2 separate regions of the Mus musculus genome follow, and region 2 is linked to region 1. Evidence: chromatin contacts called from public HiChIP or PLAC-seq data. All regions are on one chromosome and are shown on one strand. The core of a region is the stretch at or near the end of the contact, and the rest is flanking DNA. Distances in the headings are between cores, read along the strand shown.

Evidence for each region. HiChIP or PLAC-seq counts read pairs in DNA pulled down with a chosen protein or histone mark.
Region 2: an H3K4me3 HiChIP or PLAC-seq map of the SCID.adh cell line shows a contact between it and region 1, with 12 read pairs. The contact joins the promoter of Kif22 here to the enhancer-like site in region 1. A contact is called at or near these places in 3 of 39 promoter capture datasets (hematopoietic stem and progenitor cells, liver and macrophages), 7 of 484 Hi-C or Micro-C datasets (the G1E-ER4 cell line, bone marrow-derived dendritic cells, bone marrow-derived macrophages and 3 more), 4 of 115 datasets of contacts at active chromatin or transcription factors (the SCID.adh cell line, bone marrow-derived macrophages and embryonic stem cells) and 3 of 9 other capture datasets (adipose tissue, liver and pancreatic islet).

Annotation. Positions count from the first base shown.
Region 1 is chr7:126,995,471-127,002,096 of GRCm38.p6, forward strand. Mvp (major vault protein) reads right to left here. Exons shown (of 15, transcript NM_080638.3): 2 at 6,339-6,488; 3 at 6,010-6,205; 4 at 3,003-3,126; 5 at 2,756-2,887; 6 at 768-862; 7 at 266-502. Among named protein-coding and RNA genes, the nearest start is that of Mvp, 16 kb to the right of the region's middle. Within about 2 kb of position 4,266, at least 21 of the 459 cell types and tissues checked have an H3K27ac peak or open chromatin away from gene starts, as enhancers often do. A contact at or near this core is called in the SCID.adh cell line, where this site is marked.
Region 2 is chr7:127,040,470-127,047,844 of GRCm38.p6, forward strand. Kif22 (kinesin family member 22) reads right to left here and starts at 1,951. Exons shown (of 14, transcript NM_145588.1): 1 at 1,875-1,951. The coding sequence starts at 1,932.

The sequences.
Region 1 (6,626 bases), core at 3,016-5,515:
GCTGGGGGCTGTGAGATTTATTTTATGCAGCATGACAAAGGTTCCAGAAATTGGGAGAAAAAGTTCCAGAAACTTCAGGAGAAGCCTAAGGCCCAGGGTAAGCAAATAGGACAGCGTGTCAGGAATATAAACCTGTGTGCAAAAATACTAAAGGTATTTCTAAAACATATGTGTTGTTTGGAAGACGTGGAGCAAGACAGATGAGAAGGCCGCTTGCTGCTCAAGGGTCTCCCTTGTCACAGCTCTGAGGTGGAGATGGCCTTACCTTGACAACACGCTTTTGTCCCAGCTGGTTCTTGCCATCTGGTCCCATTGGGTCAAGGATAACACAGTAGTGTCGAGGTCCCAGGGTGGTGATGGGCACCACCCCCAGCACCTCCTCATAGACATCCGGGACATGGGCTTCCGTGTCCTGCACCGTCACTAGCCATTCCTCCCCAGTGCGGTGGGCCACTCCCCGAAGGTCCTTGAAGTTTTGCCGAGCCCGGAGGTGCAGGGCCGTCTGCAGGTGGAGACACAGGGTACTTGTGGAGGCCTCTTGCCACCTTCCTGCTGCCAGTGCTTTGGATCTGGGAACACCATAGGCCCCTAACTTGATCCCAGGTCTCGGGGACAATGTCTACCTACCCTGGAGGATACTCCAGGACTCTCCTCGGGAGATCTGACCTGATTTCTCTAGTGTGCATAGGGACGATGCCTGCTCCTTCCTTGCACCTTGTCTGCCCTCTGAGCACTGCCAGCTTCTCTCCCCACACCCAAGCACAAACCTTTTCTGTAAGGATCACAGCGTCCACCAGATCCAGCACCTCTTCAAAGACAGCGGGGAGATAAGCACCGACGGATCGGACCAGCCACTCCTCACCTGGGTCAGGAGCAGGAAGGACAGCCAGTCACCCACCATCACTGCGTGGCAGCCCAGAGACCAGGACCAGCTGGGCTTTGAAGGCAAAGAAAAGCCACTGTCCCTAGAGTTGAGCACCTAACAAGGTCCTTGAAGCCACTGCTTTCTCTGAGGCCAGAGGAAAACTAACCTCTTTCCCAGAAGAATTAAAAACAAAAACAAAAACAGGGGGCTGGAGAGATGACTCAGCGGTTAAGAGTACTGACTGCTCTTCCGAAGTTCCTGAGTTCAATTCCCAGGAACCACATGGTGGCTTACAACCACCCATAACAAGATCTGGCGCCCTCTTCTGGAGTGTCTGAAGGCAGCTACAGTGTACTTACATATAATAAATCTTTAAAAACAAGAACAAGAACAAGAACAAAAACAAAACAAACCTATAAAACTTTTAGAGGCTGGGCATGGTGGCACATACCCATAATCGCAGCATTCAGGAGATTGATGTTGTAGGATAGGGAGTTTTTGGCCAACCTGGGCTATGCAGGGAAAGAAACCTATCTCAAAAGTCAAAAACCACAAAGGGCCTTCTAGAATGTCACATCAGTGCTACAGGTGCACCCTGCGATGTTGTCTCTAAGCACCAAAGACTAATTTTTCATGCTCCTGCAATGGGTAAAAGGGCCTCTCATAGACCTGAGAAAGTCATTGCCCAGTAGCAAATCACAGTCTTGCCCTGCATGGCCACATACCCTACAAAAGTGCGTCAGTCTTGCTGTGGATAAATGGGAACAGTAAGAGTCTCACTCTTGGGCTGGTGAGATGGCTCAGTGGGTAAGAGCACCCGACTGCTCTTCCGAAGGTCAGGAGTTCAAATCCCAGCAACCACATGGTGGCTCACAACCATCCTTAACGAGATCTGACTCCCTCTTCTGGAGTGTCTGAGGACAGCTACAGTGTACTTATAATAAATAAATAAATAAATAAATAAATAAATAAATAAATAAATAAATCTTAAAAAAAAAAGAGTCTCACACTTGTCAGGGGACTAAATAAAATACCATCTATCATCTTGAATGTATGTGAATATCTCACCTTTGATCTAGAACCAGGTAACATGTGTCCAGTGCCCACAGTTTATGTTACAGAGTGGGGACAGTAAGACGCTATCATGGTGTGAATGCAGGCTCAAGGCTAGCATGGAAGTGCGTGTGCAAGATGCAGCTGGTAGACCTCAGGAGAGACTGGGAGAAATCAGGCGTGGGAATGCATTTATACTCCCAGGACTCGGAAGGCTGAGGCAGAAGGATTACCATGAGTTTGAAGCCATCATGCACTACACATTGAATACCAGGTCAGTCAGAGCTACATGAGACACTGTCTCAAAAGGAACAGACCTGGGAAGATGGCTCAGTGGTTAAGAACATTGGCTGTTCTTCCAGAGGACCGGGGTTCAGTTCCCAGCACCCGCATGGTGGCTCACAACTGTCTATAACTCCAGTTCCAGGGATCTGTCACCCTCTTGTGGCCTCCATGGGCACCAGACACAAAGTGGTGCATACAGACATACAGACATACAAAACACTTATACACATAAAAATAAGGTAATTATATAAATATATATTTTAAATCTTTAAAACAACAACATAAACAAACAATGGAAGACAGACATATGCTGGGCAGTACTGGTAAACACCTTTAATCCCAGCCCTTGGGAGGTAGAGGCAGGCAATCTCTGAGTTCCAGGCCAGCCTGGTCTACACAGAAAAACTCTGTCTCAAAAACAAAACAAAACAAAAACAAAACACATACACACACACCTCACTTCTCTGGCTTCACGTGGTTCCTCTTGCTTTCCCTGCAGGCCCTCCCTCCTTCCTGCCTGCCCATCCACCACAGTGCTGCAGTCATTCCCACCTGTCACCCGTTCCTTGCCATCCCGGTCAAAGCATTCCTTGCGGGCCCTGAGCCGCAGAGCTTGGTTCTGTTTGATGACTGTGGCCTGAATGATCTCCACGACTTCCACCTCCTTCTGTGGGATGTAGGTGCCTGGGGAAGGAGAGGAGGAGACAGCTGATGCTCACAGCCAAAGATGTCAGGGTTATGGGAGAAAGGCAGGAAGCCCCGGCCCAGACAAGCACCAAGAGATGGGGACAGAACTCACCAGGTCCCTCAAACAGCCACTCGTCTCCTGCCATGACCTTGTCTCCATTCTTATCTTCAAAGTCCAGCAATGCCTTCAGATGCAGGGCAGTGTTGGGCAGAACCACCTGCAGCGGGGTGATGTCCTGCAGGGAAAGAAGGGTCATGAGTGTTCAAGCTGTGATTCCGAGCTCAAACCTGATACTTGGAGACCAGAGCCACAGCACCAGTCTCTGAGAGGTCCACACTGCTGTGGATCAGAACAGGGCCTTGTGAATGCTGAGCAAGTGTTCTCCCACCGAGCCACACACCCAGCCATCTTTGTGTATCTCCATTAAAATCCTAGTGTGATATACAAGGTAGGAGTGGGCCCAGGGCCACCAGGTCTGAAGAACTAAGGAGGATGTCACTGCTCCTGAGCCAAGGGCACTCTCTTCTGACTGTCGAGGACAAGTGTAAGGAGGGGACCTAGTGGGAAACTGGGAGAGACATTTAGGCAGCCGAACACCACCTGCAGGACCTGGTTCACACTGATGTGCTAGAACAGGGGTTCTTAGCCTGTGGGTCATGACCCCTCCGGGGTTACATATCAGAGATGTATATTAGGATTCAAAAGAGTAGTTATGAAGTAGCGATTTGGGGATCACCACAACATGAGGGACTGTATAGGGCGGCAGCATTAGGAAGACTGAGAATCACTGAACTAGGAAGGATTTGAAATTCAAACATAAAGCGGGGTGTAGTGGCACACGCCTATAATCACAGCACCTGATAAACGCCAACAGGCGAAGCAGGGATGGAATTGCACAGCAAGTTCTAAGTCAGCTTGGGCTACATGCAACCGTGCCCCCAAAAAGCAAAAAAGAGAAAGGAGGACGGAATAAAGGGGTGTAAAATGCAGGTTTTAATCTTGTAGCTTTGCTTTCAGTATTGCCTTGTGCTCGTAGGAAGGGGAGGCCTTACAAAAGCAGATGAACCTAAAAGTTTATAAAAATGACTAGATTTGGTCTCTGAAAATATTCTAAACGAGGCAGGAAAGATGAGCAGATACGTGTGAGCTGAACTAGCCTACAAAGCTGTTAAAGAATAGTGTCAGGACATTCACCCGAGTGATGCCCGTATTCCCCGTGTAGGTCTGCGCTGTAGAGGTGGGCAGCCACTTTATCTCCTGGCCTCACTCTGGGATGGAGAAAACAGATCTCCCGATCGGCTTCTGTCTAACCTAGACTTGCCTCAAGATCACCATCTTCCTGCCTCTGCTCTCTAAGGCACATGTCCACACACCTCGCTGTCATTTCCTGTCTGCTGCATCACAGAGCCACGGCACCTCCCTGGCCTGCTCCCTGCCTAAGTGACTAGGATGACAGTGACAACTGGCTGCCCCCACTGTTTCTTCCGTTCATTCGTCTAGCTTAGGCACTCCTTCGCCTGGTGGTATCTTGAACCAATACTGAAACTTAGAAAGAACAGAGCTGGGCTGGAGAGATGGCTCAGCAGAAGTCCTGAGTTCAATTTCCAGCAACCACATGGTGGCTCACAGCCATCTGTAATGAGATCTGATACCCTCTTCTGGTGTGTCTGAAGAGAGCAACAGTGCACTCACATAAAATAAATAAATAAGGGGGCTGGTGAGATGGCTCAGCGGTTAAGAGCACTGATTGCTCTTCCAGAGGTCCTGAGTTCAAATCCCAGCAACCACATGGTGGCTCACAACCACCCATAATGAGATCTGAAGACAGCTACAGTGTACTTACATATAATAAATAAATAAATAAATAAATAAATAGATGGATGGATGGATGGATGGATGGATAGATAGATAGATAGATAGATAGATAGGCAGATAGCTCCCTCTCCTTCTCTCTCTCTCTGCAGCAGGGTGGGGTGGTGGTGGTGGTGGTGGGAGGGTTTCTAGACAGGATTTCATTATGTAGCCCTGGCTGTCCTGGAGCTCACTCTGTAGACCAGGCTGGCCTTGAACTCAGAAATCCGCCTGCCTGTGCCTCCCGAGTGCTGGGACTAAAGGCGTGCGTCACCACTGCCCGGCTTCACGGATTCTTTCTAGGATTGCTTTGTCCTCGTTATTTATTGTTTCATTAAAATTTTCACTTTATGTATTCATGTGTGTATGTGTAGCTACACATGAATTACCATGCATGTTTGGAAGTCTGAGGAAAATGCTCGGGAGCTGGGTTCTCTCTTCCCAGCACAGGCACGGGTCTGGGGCACTGATCTCAGGTTGTCAGGCTTATGCAGCAAGTTCTTCTGGACCATCTCACTGACCCCTGGTTACTTCTATTGTCTTTCTCCCCAGCCGTGGACACACCCAGAGTTATGCTATTAGGCTCTCAAGAGCAAGAAGCACCCATTAGGATTTACAGATATAGAGCACTTGCCTAGCATACACAATGAACTAGGTTCTATCCTTAGCACTGGGGAAAAAAAAAAAGGAAAATTTAAGAGTGAGCTGGCAAGACTGCTCAATGGTGATGGCCCTTGCTGCCAAGCCTGGTGACCTGAGTTCAACCCCAGGACCCACATGGTGGAAGGACAGCACTGACCCCTGCAAGCTGTCCTCTGACCTCCGCATGCAGGTCTGTAGCAGGTGTGCATGCCCTGCCCCTGCCCCCATGAAATAAGGAGATACAATGTAACGATAACAGAAAAGGCACTGGCCAGTGGATAAAGTCACTTTAAAAGCATAAAATACCAAGCAGGTAGAGTTAGAACTATTTTAAAAACTTGGTAGACTCCCTTGCTTGGGAGCTCAAGCGATGGGGCAAATGGATGAGGGTCTGGCTATGATGGTGGTCCATGTCTGCATGGCAACATTCCCAGGCATATAGGCATGGATATTGTGAGCTAGTGTAAGTCTGTCTGAGGTGTGTGGGGAGAGCAGGGGAGTTAGAATGGAAGGACTGTGAGTCGTCTTTGCCCCTGATAAGAATCCATAGCTACCTCCTCAGCCCTTCCTACGGGAGCCGCCGCAGAGCAGGCAGCGTCTGCCTCAAGAGAGGAAAGCAAGGTACCTTTTCCAGCAGCTCCCCTGGGTACAGAGGGAAGGGGTCCTGGGCTAGTCGGATCTCCTGGTCAGCGTGCCGGAGCCGGACTTGTCCTGTGACGTCAAACAACACAGAACTCTGGGCGTCCCGGGACACAGGGTTGGCCACTATGCAGTAGTGGCGTGGTGGGACCGTCACCATGCGAACTGGGGCAAACAGTACCCTGTTGTAAGATAAGAAGGGGCGTGAGGAGCCAGGATGATGTTCCAAAGGAGACAGTAAAAGCAAGAGAAACCTCCCGGCCACCCAGATGAGGGTCATTCCCACCAGCCAGGCTGGGACAGCTCTACACCAACCTCTCATTGTCCTGCCGGATGTAGGTCTTTGGTCCAACCTCTACACGGGACACATTACTGTTCTGGTCCAGCACATGGATGTAGTGGTATGGGGGGATGCGGATGATGGCCTCTTCAGTTGCCATGGTGAATCCCAAGCCCCGGCCTAACCTGATTGCAGCACGAAAAAGGACAGGTGGAGAAGACAAAAGATTAAACAGGGCATTCGGGACAAAGCAGGGTAGTCCAAAATTTGCCTCCCCTTCCCAGCTCCCCTGATTGTCCCCTTCCTATTCCCACCTCCTCTGC
Region 2 (7,375 bases), core at 701-3,200, 43 kb after region 1:
ACACCAGTGGTAGGTTTTAATTCTTCTTCTGTTTGTGCACACCCACACCTATGTGCGAATGCACATGGGCATGGAGGCCAAAGATCAAACCCTAGTGTTCCTCAACATGGGATGAAACTCAGTCCTCAGGCTTCCGGGACAAGGACTTTACCGCTGAGCGGTGCTCCCAGCTTGCTCCTCTCTACTAGGAAGAGACAACCATTCACCACAATCTTCCTGGCCTCTTTTATTGCTAAGCAACGCTTGCTCTTTTTGATATTTTCAAGGTTGAGTAAAAGTCCACCCAACCTCTGAACCCACTTTAACTACCATTTTCACTATCTTTTTATGTACGTGTTTTGCCTGCCTGCATGGAGATCCAGGAGGCAATCAGTCTCTCGGTCTGAATCCTATCTGACTAATGGAATTCAAAATTCGGCACGAAAGTATGTGCACCATGTCCAAGCCTGGTGAACGGGACCGTTACTGGAATTACAGAGCACTAAACCCAGCTCCTCTCTCAGTCCTAACTATCATTTCTCTCTCTTCCCTTCTCTTATTTTGGTTTTTCCAGACAGGGTTTCTCTGTGTAGCCCTGGCTGTCCTGGAACCCACTCTGTAGACCAGGCTGGCCTTGAACTGAGATCCACCTGCCTCTGCCTCTTGAGTTCTGGGATTAAAGGTGTGCGCCACCACTCAGCTTCCAATTACCATTTCTTAATAAAGATTTCTCAAAATACCCAAAGGTTTGTTTCAGATTCTACACTACAAGTTTATGCTTTTCTACCAATGTATTTCCTCATACTACATTTGTTTATGGGACTATTTGAAAATGATTGTAATTTCTTGGAAAGGGCTAACAGTCTTTCAGCACTTTAACGTTTACTACATACCAAGCACCCTGGGTCTCAGAGTCTGTATTCGGACATAACTGTCAAGGGCAGAGGCATTACAGTGTAACTACCTGAGTGTGAATTTAGATTCCCAATATTTACTAGTTGTGCTATCTTGAAGAAGCTATCTACCCCATTTATGCCTGCTTCCTCTTGTCAAAACACAAGTACAGGGGGCTGGTGAGCCTTAGAAATTGAGTGCCTATTAGTTTTCTAGAGGTTCTGAGTTTGGTTCCCAGGGTCCACATCTGGTGGCTCACAGCTGCCAGTAACTCCAGCTTTAGAGGGTCCAACACTTCTGGCTTCTGCGGAGATCCACACATAGGTGGCACACATTGATAAAATTAAAGCTTTTTGTTAAAGACAGGGCATTAACAGTCATGACCTCAGAGCTCTGTACAACATTAAACGGTTCATCACAAAATGCTTGCAGCACTGCCTGGCTGAGGCGTTCTCCTAAAGGTCTGCCTCCCCCAAAGCCAAACAAACAGGCCAGATTTCGGCCTATAGAAAGAGGAAAGACACGCATACGCAAATCGTCTTAGGAAAGATTTGGAATCTCCTGGCAGCCAGCCTTTTCACCAGGAAAACAGCATCCGGTTCCAAGGCTGGAGGGAAAGGATTTTCCTTTGCCGTGTGATCTCACACAGCCTTCAGTCGGAGTGGGATCTCTGAACAGACAGACAGACAGACAGACAGATAAAGAGGCTCTTCGCTGCTCAGTCTTTACAGACGGGTGGCTGCCCGGCTTTACAGATGACACAAATTGAAGCGCACACATTAGCGCTCAGGCTCTAGACAGGAGCTGGAGCCTCGGCAGGGTCTCAACCCCCTCTACACCGCCGAAGGCAGCGAATAGAGGACAGGGTGCGGTGGCGCCCACCTCCACGCCCGCCAGCCAGCGTCCCCTCGCCCTTCCGCCCCGCGCCGGCTGGATTTTCCGGGACCACTGCTACTCTGTAAGTCTCACGCAGTGGTGCTCCCTCCTCCCGGCCCGCGTACCTGAGGTGGCCGACGCCATCTCCCGTCGCTGCGGACACGTCTTAGCCCTTAAGCTCATAGCCTTCCCTTCTTCGGCCCGCTTCTCTCTTTTGAATTACCGGGGCCCCGCCTCCCTCTCAGATTCGACCAATCGCAGCTACGTGCCGCCGGAAGTTTCGGTTCTAATTTACCGTAATTCCGCCGTCTCGGGCTCACTTCCGGTCTCGAAAGCAAAATATTCCCAGGGATAGGGCCCTGGAGTCTGTCACTAAATGGTCAGTAACTGAGGTCCCTGCACTTTCAGGCTTTTGAATTGCCAGGTTGGAATTGGCTAAATGCAGACTTTCGCCCGACTTTTCCTTCTCAGCTTTTCTTCTGAAAGCACTTGATTGATTCTATATTCAAAGTTCCCAGCTCTGAATACAATTTTTGCCTTTTGGAGCGGACAGAATCTCTTTGTAGCCCTGGCTGTCCTGGTGTGAGAAGGCAAAAAGTTCCTCTTTGAACTTGACTCCCCCACCACCACCCCTTTTTTTTTTCTTACTGTGGGAAAGTTCCCAGCCCTGTTTTAGAATCTTGGGACAAAATGCCCCCAGCTAATTGCATGCGTTTGGCTTCTGTTAAACTGCTTGCTTTCCTTTGCCCTGCAACTGCCAAACAGGATGTAGTTTTTGTGTGCTCTTTACCTTTAAAAGCTTCTGTAAAATGCAGTTGAGACTGCTTTGTGAGGAGTTTCTTTCCAGGAATTTTCTAGCGACTTAATACAGATTGTCAAACCAGACTTTGGTGGTCTTTGGGTCTCTAACTAGCAACATTGTAACTCACTATGTAGACCAGGCTGGGTTTAAACTAACAAAGACCTGCGCTCTTCTGCCCTGGAAGCTGCAACACTTTGCCATCTAACCATGAAGGACCACAGTGAGACAGATTATCTTTAGGTAGCCCTGGCTGTCCCAGAATGGTGTAGACTAAACTGGACTCAAACTCACAGAGACCTGTCTGTCTTTGCCTTCCTGGTGCTGGGACTAAAGACAGGAATCAAAGTTGTGTGTCACTACACCCAGCTAAATTCAAAGATATTGACTAGCACAATTTACAGGTCTAGAATGAGACGGCATTTCACACAATCAAGAACTGATTGGTCACAGTCTAGTGACTTAAGGTTAACTTCATTACCATGGAAATGGAAACTGGACTGTTTGACATTTTGGTTATTACTTCTAAATTCTTTTTTTTTTTTTTTCCTTTCTTTTTCTTCTTCGAGACAGGATTTCCTCTGTATAGCCCTGGCTGTCCTGAAACTCACTCTGTAGACCAGGCTGACCTTGAACTCAGAAATCTGCCTGCTTCTGCTTCCAAAATGCTGGGATTAAAGGTGTGCACCACCACTGCCCGTCTTACTTCTGAATTCTTAAAAGCAAACTTTCAGTTTGATATGTAAAAACTTTGCACCACTCTGAATGTTTTGTTGTTGCTGTTATTTATTTATTTAGAGATGGGGGTCTCTCTAAGTGGCCCTGGTTGTCCTCGAACTTACTATGTAGACTAGGCTAACCTTGAAATTTATTGAAGGCAAAGCACACAAAAATGTGTGTAGACTCATCAGATGGGGAGGGGGGCCCAGATTTGGTGTCCTCAAGAACTGACCTTTTGTCTGGCATTCTAGACTCAAACATACGCTCCAAATATTTTCTCATTTCCCAGTCAATCTGTATCAACTACAGCTTAGCTTCAGCTTTCTGAAATTCCCAGGCACTCTGTCTCAATTAATGATGTCCTGGTAGCTAAGCATTAAGCATTGGCAGTAAGCGCTCCATTCAATGTCCTTACCTGTTCTGTGCATCACTCCTCATTTCCATTGCTTCCTAAAGCTTCCTCTCTCCTCTGACTGCTGCCAGACAGCAAGTGCTGGCATCCCAAGGCCCACTCAGCCTTCTTTTTACTTTACATATACAGAGTTCCCCATCACTGGAACGCCATTATTTAGACACTAATAATTTGTTTATCTATCCTAGCTTTAGTCCTAAATCCAACCGTTTGTAACGACGCGCATGAACTTGGAGATTATGCTCAATGAAAAAAGCCAGGCTAAGGAAGGACAAAAAGCGTGTCACTTCATTTACATATGGAACAAGAATGTGGGGCTCCTGGGAGTGGAGAGCAGAAGGAAGGTTCTCAGAGGCTAAACAGGGGGGTGGCTGAGAAGGGAACAGACTGACAGGAGGGAAACGAGAGCCATGGGACATGGAACAGTTTGGGTAATTATAGTACCGCACACCCCCATAACTGCTAAAGGAGTAGTTGTGTGTGTGTTTGAGATACACCTTGTGTGTTGATGGATGGGATGGCACTTTCTGTGTAGACCAGGCCGACATCAAAACTGAGGTGACCCACCCCTCCGAGTGCTTGGGTTATAGTTATGGACCACCAGGCTCAGCCTTTTGTTGCTGTTGTTTTGTCTTCAAGACAGAGTTTCTTGGGGCTGGAGAGATGGTTCGGTGGTTAAGAGCACTTGACTGCTCTTCCAGAGGTCCTGAGTTCAATTCCCAGCAACCACATGGTGGCTCACAACCATCTGTAATGAGATGCAGTGCTCTCTTCTGGTGTGTGCCTGACGACAGCGACAGTGTACTCATATACATAAAATAAATAAATAAATCTTAAAAAAAAAAAAAAGACAGAGTTTCTCTGTGTAAACTTGGCTGTCCTGGAACTCTATAGACCAGGCTGGCCTCAAAGAGATCTTCCTGCTCTGCTGGGATTTAAGACAAACGCCATCACCCAGCATTTTTTTTCCAGGGGGGAGGGGCAGGTTCATGTAATGAGAATTCTGAAATTTTGGTTCCTTACAAAACACAAAAATATTATAAGAATGTGTTTTCATTTTAATCCCAGGTGTAGAATATGGGCTTCCTCTTTCCCCTCTAACCTTGTTTCTCTCCTATCTAGTGTTAGGAAACAGTGTGTGTGTGTGTGTGTGTGTGTGTGTGTGTAAAGAAAAACCCACAAAATAGCAAATTCCAGCTACATGCTTTCACTCAATATTCTAGGCTAGATTGGATCTTACTGTGTGTCAGACTGGCCTCACATTCTAAGCAATTCCCTGGCCTTTAGCCTTCTAATGCTATTATCAAAGGTATGAGCCATTGTCCATCGAGAAAGCATAAATCTTAACTGTTTTCACTGCACAAAACAGTGCATAAGCATAGATCTGCTATTTAATCATTCCACACTGAAGCATATATCAAAGCATTGTGGAGGATGCTACTGGCTAGGTGGCTCACTCAGGCTCAAGTTTAGCCAGTGTTCTAATACAGCATGGGAACACTTGCTAAGGGATGGTGCTGCTCACAGTGGGCCAGGAACTTCCTTCACCAATTAACAATCCAGGGACTTCCCTATCTGCGGACATACAATGGGTTTATTTAATGTAGGTATTTTCTCAATGGAGGTTTTCCTATCAGATGACTCTAGGCTATGTCAAATTGGCAAAGCTAAACAGGACACCTATATTTCCCTTACTTTTAGTATTTAAATCCTTGACAAGAGATTTGGCTTTATTTCAGAATTAGCACTTTAAGAAATATTGACAAGGGGTTGAAGAAATGACTCAGTGGTTAGGAGCACTGACTGCTCTTCCAGAGGTCCTGAGTTCAATTCCCAGCAACCACATGGTGGCTCAAAACCATCTATAATGGGATCCGGTGCCCTCTCTGGCATGCAGGTGTACATGCAGATAGAACTTTAAATCAATCAATCAATCAATCTTTTAAAAAAGTTCTGACAATGGGATGTGAAAACAATCTGCCCGTGTCATCACTCTATTGATCAGCCAGTGTCCCTCTCCTCTGTCACTGAATGCTTGATTGAAGAGAATGACCTTTCGTGAACAGATGAGAGCCATTCTCCAGCCAAGGGTTTAGAAAATAACTGTGCTCTCCTGCTGGAATTCCAAACAATCTCTCAAGAAATATTGATAGTAACAGGACACCATCAAAATATATCCATGGCAGCTTCGTAATTTGTATGTCTCATGAAAATTCAGTGAATACAGTTCTCAAGCTAACATGATGAACCACCTCCAACCTCTATTACCAATATTAAATAATTCTTCAAATTTATAATGTAGCAGCAAAATACATGAAAACACCCCCTGTACCATGTAGGAAGGATGCTGAAGAAGGCATCATGGGAAAACGCAGCTGTGCCTTTACATAAGTGTGTTTTCTCGAGGGAGTCTGACTCTCCAGTCTACAGCACCACACAGTTTCTACGTCAAAAGAATAAGAGTGTTCCACTGCACATAGCTGTGCACTTGAACAGTGACGATGGAGATGAGAATAGTGTTTCCTTTAGTGCTGGCAATAAGCCCTTACTACAGTGTAAGTTCCAAAATAAGAGGCTTGGTGAGCATTGGTGCACTGAACTGAAACACTAAGCTTAATATTTATAAGTCAATAATTCCATCTGGTCTTGCTGTTTTTACTATACAGTTGCCTAAACCCTTAAATTGTTCAGCAGAACTTTTCCAGTGTCAACACCTAACAGAATTCAAGCAGAACCCAGTGAATTGTCCACATCTAAGCTTATTGCCCAGCAGCCCCACCAGAGCTGAGCCACTGTCTTAGTCATTGTTCTGTTGCTGTGAAGAGACCCCATGACCAAGGCAACCATAATGAGAGAAAATATTTCATTGGGGGCTGGCTTACAGTTTCAGAGGTTTAGTCCATTAAACCATGGCAGGAAGCATGACAACATGCAAGCAGACTCTAGGAACTACATTCTGATCTATAGACAGAGGGAAGAGGGATGAAATAGGCTTTTGAAACTTCAAAACCCACCCTCAGTGACACACATCTTCTACACTTGATCTTAGCCAAAAGGCCGAGAAGCGATGACACACATCTTCTAACAAAAGGCCATACAAATTAATCCTTCTAATCCTTTCAAATAGTGCCACACCCTCATGACTAAGTATTCACATATATGAGCCTGTGGTTCCTATTCTCATTCAAACCACCACAGCCAGGTGCATTAAAAACAAAACAAGACTGCTGAACTGTCTCTTTAACTCTATATAGAAATAGTTGTACTTGTCCTTAAAAACAAAATTTCAAGCTTGTGTTAGAAAATATCAACATTTGCCAAATTGCCACTCCAACAAATGAAAGATACTCTGTTCGCAGAGAAATCTGCATGCAATGGTCCGCCATGCCTTTGTAGCACACCTTGGGGCCAATCAGCTCCAACAGTGTGGTGCCTGCACTTCTGCCACCGCAGGGTCACTCTCCACACCAGCACCACTGCCACCTTGGGCATGTCAGCCTCAACTCTGCTAGCCAGTAGGTCTTTTCTGAAGTGTGCGACATCAAACAGTCCATTTACCGTCTTCACAGGCGACCTTTTCTTAGTTTTAAACTGTATGATGGAGAAGATGTTGAAAAGCCCAGCCCAAAATTAAGAATAAAGTGATGAGGATCTAGACCTGGTTCTATGTAGTGCCAGGGAGTAAACCCAGAGCT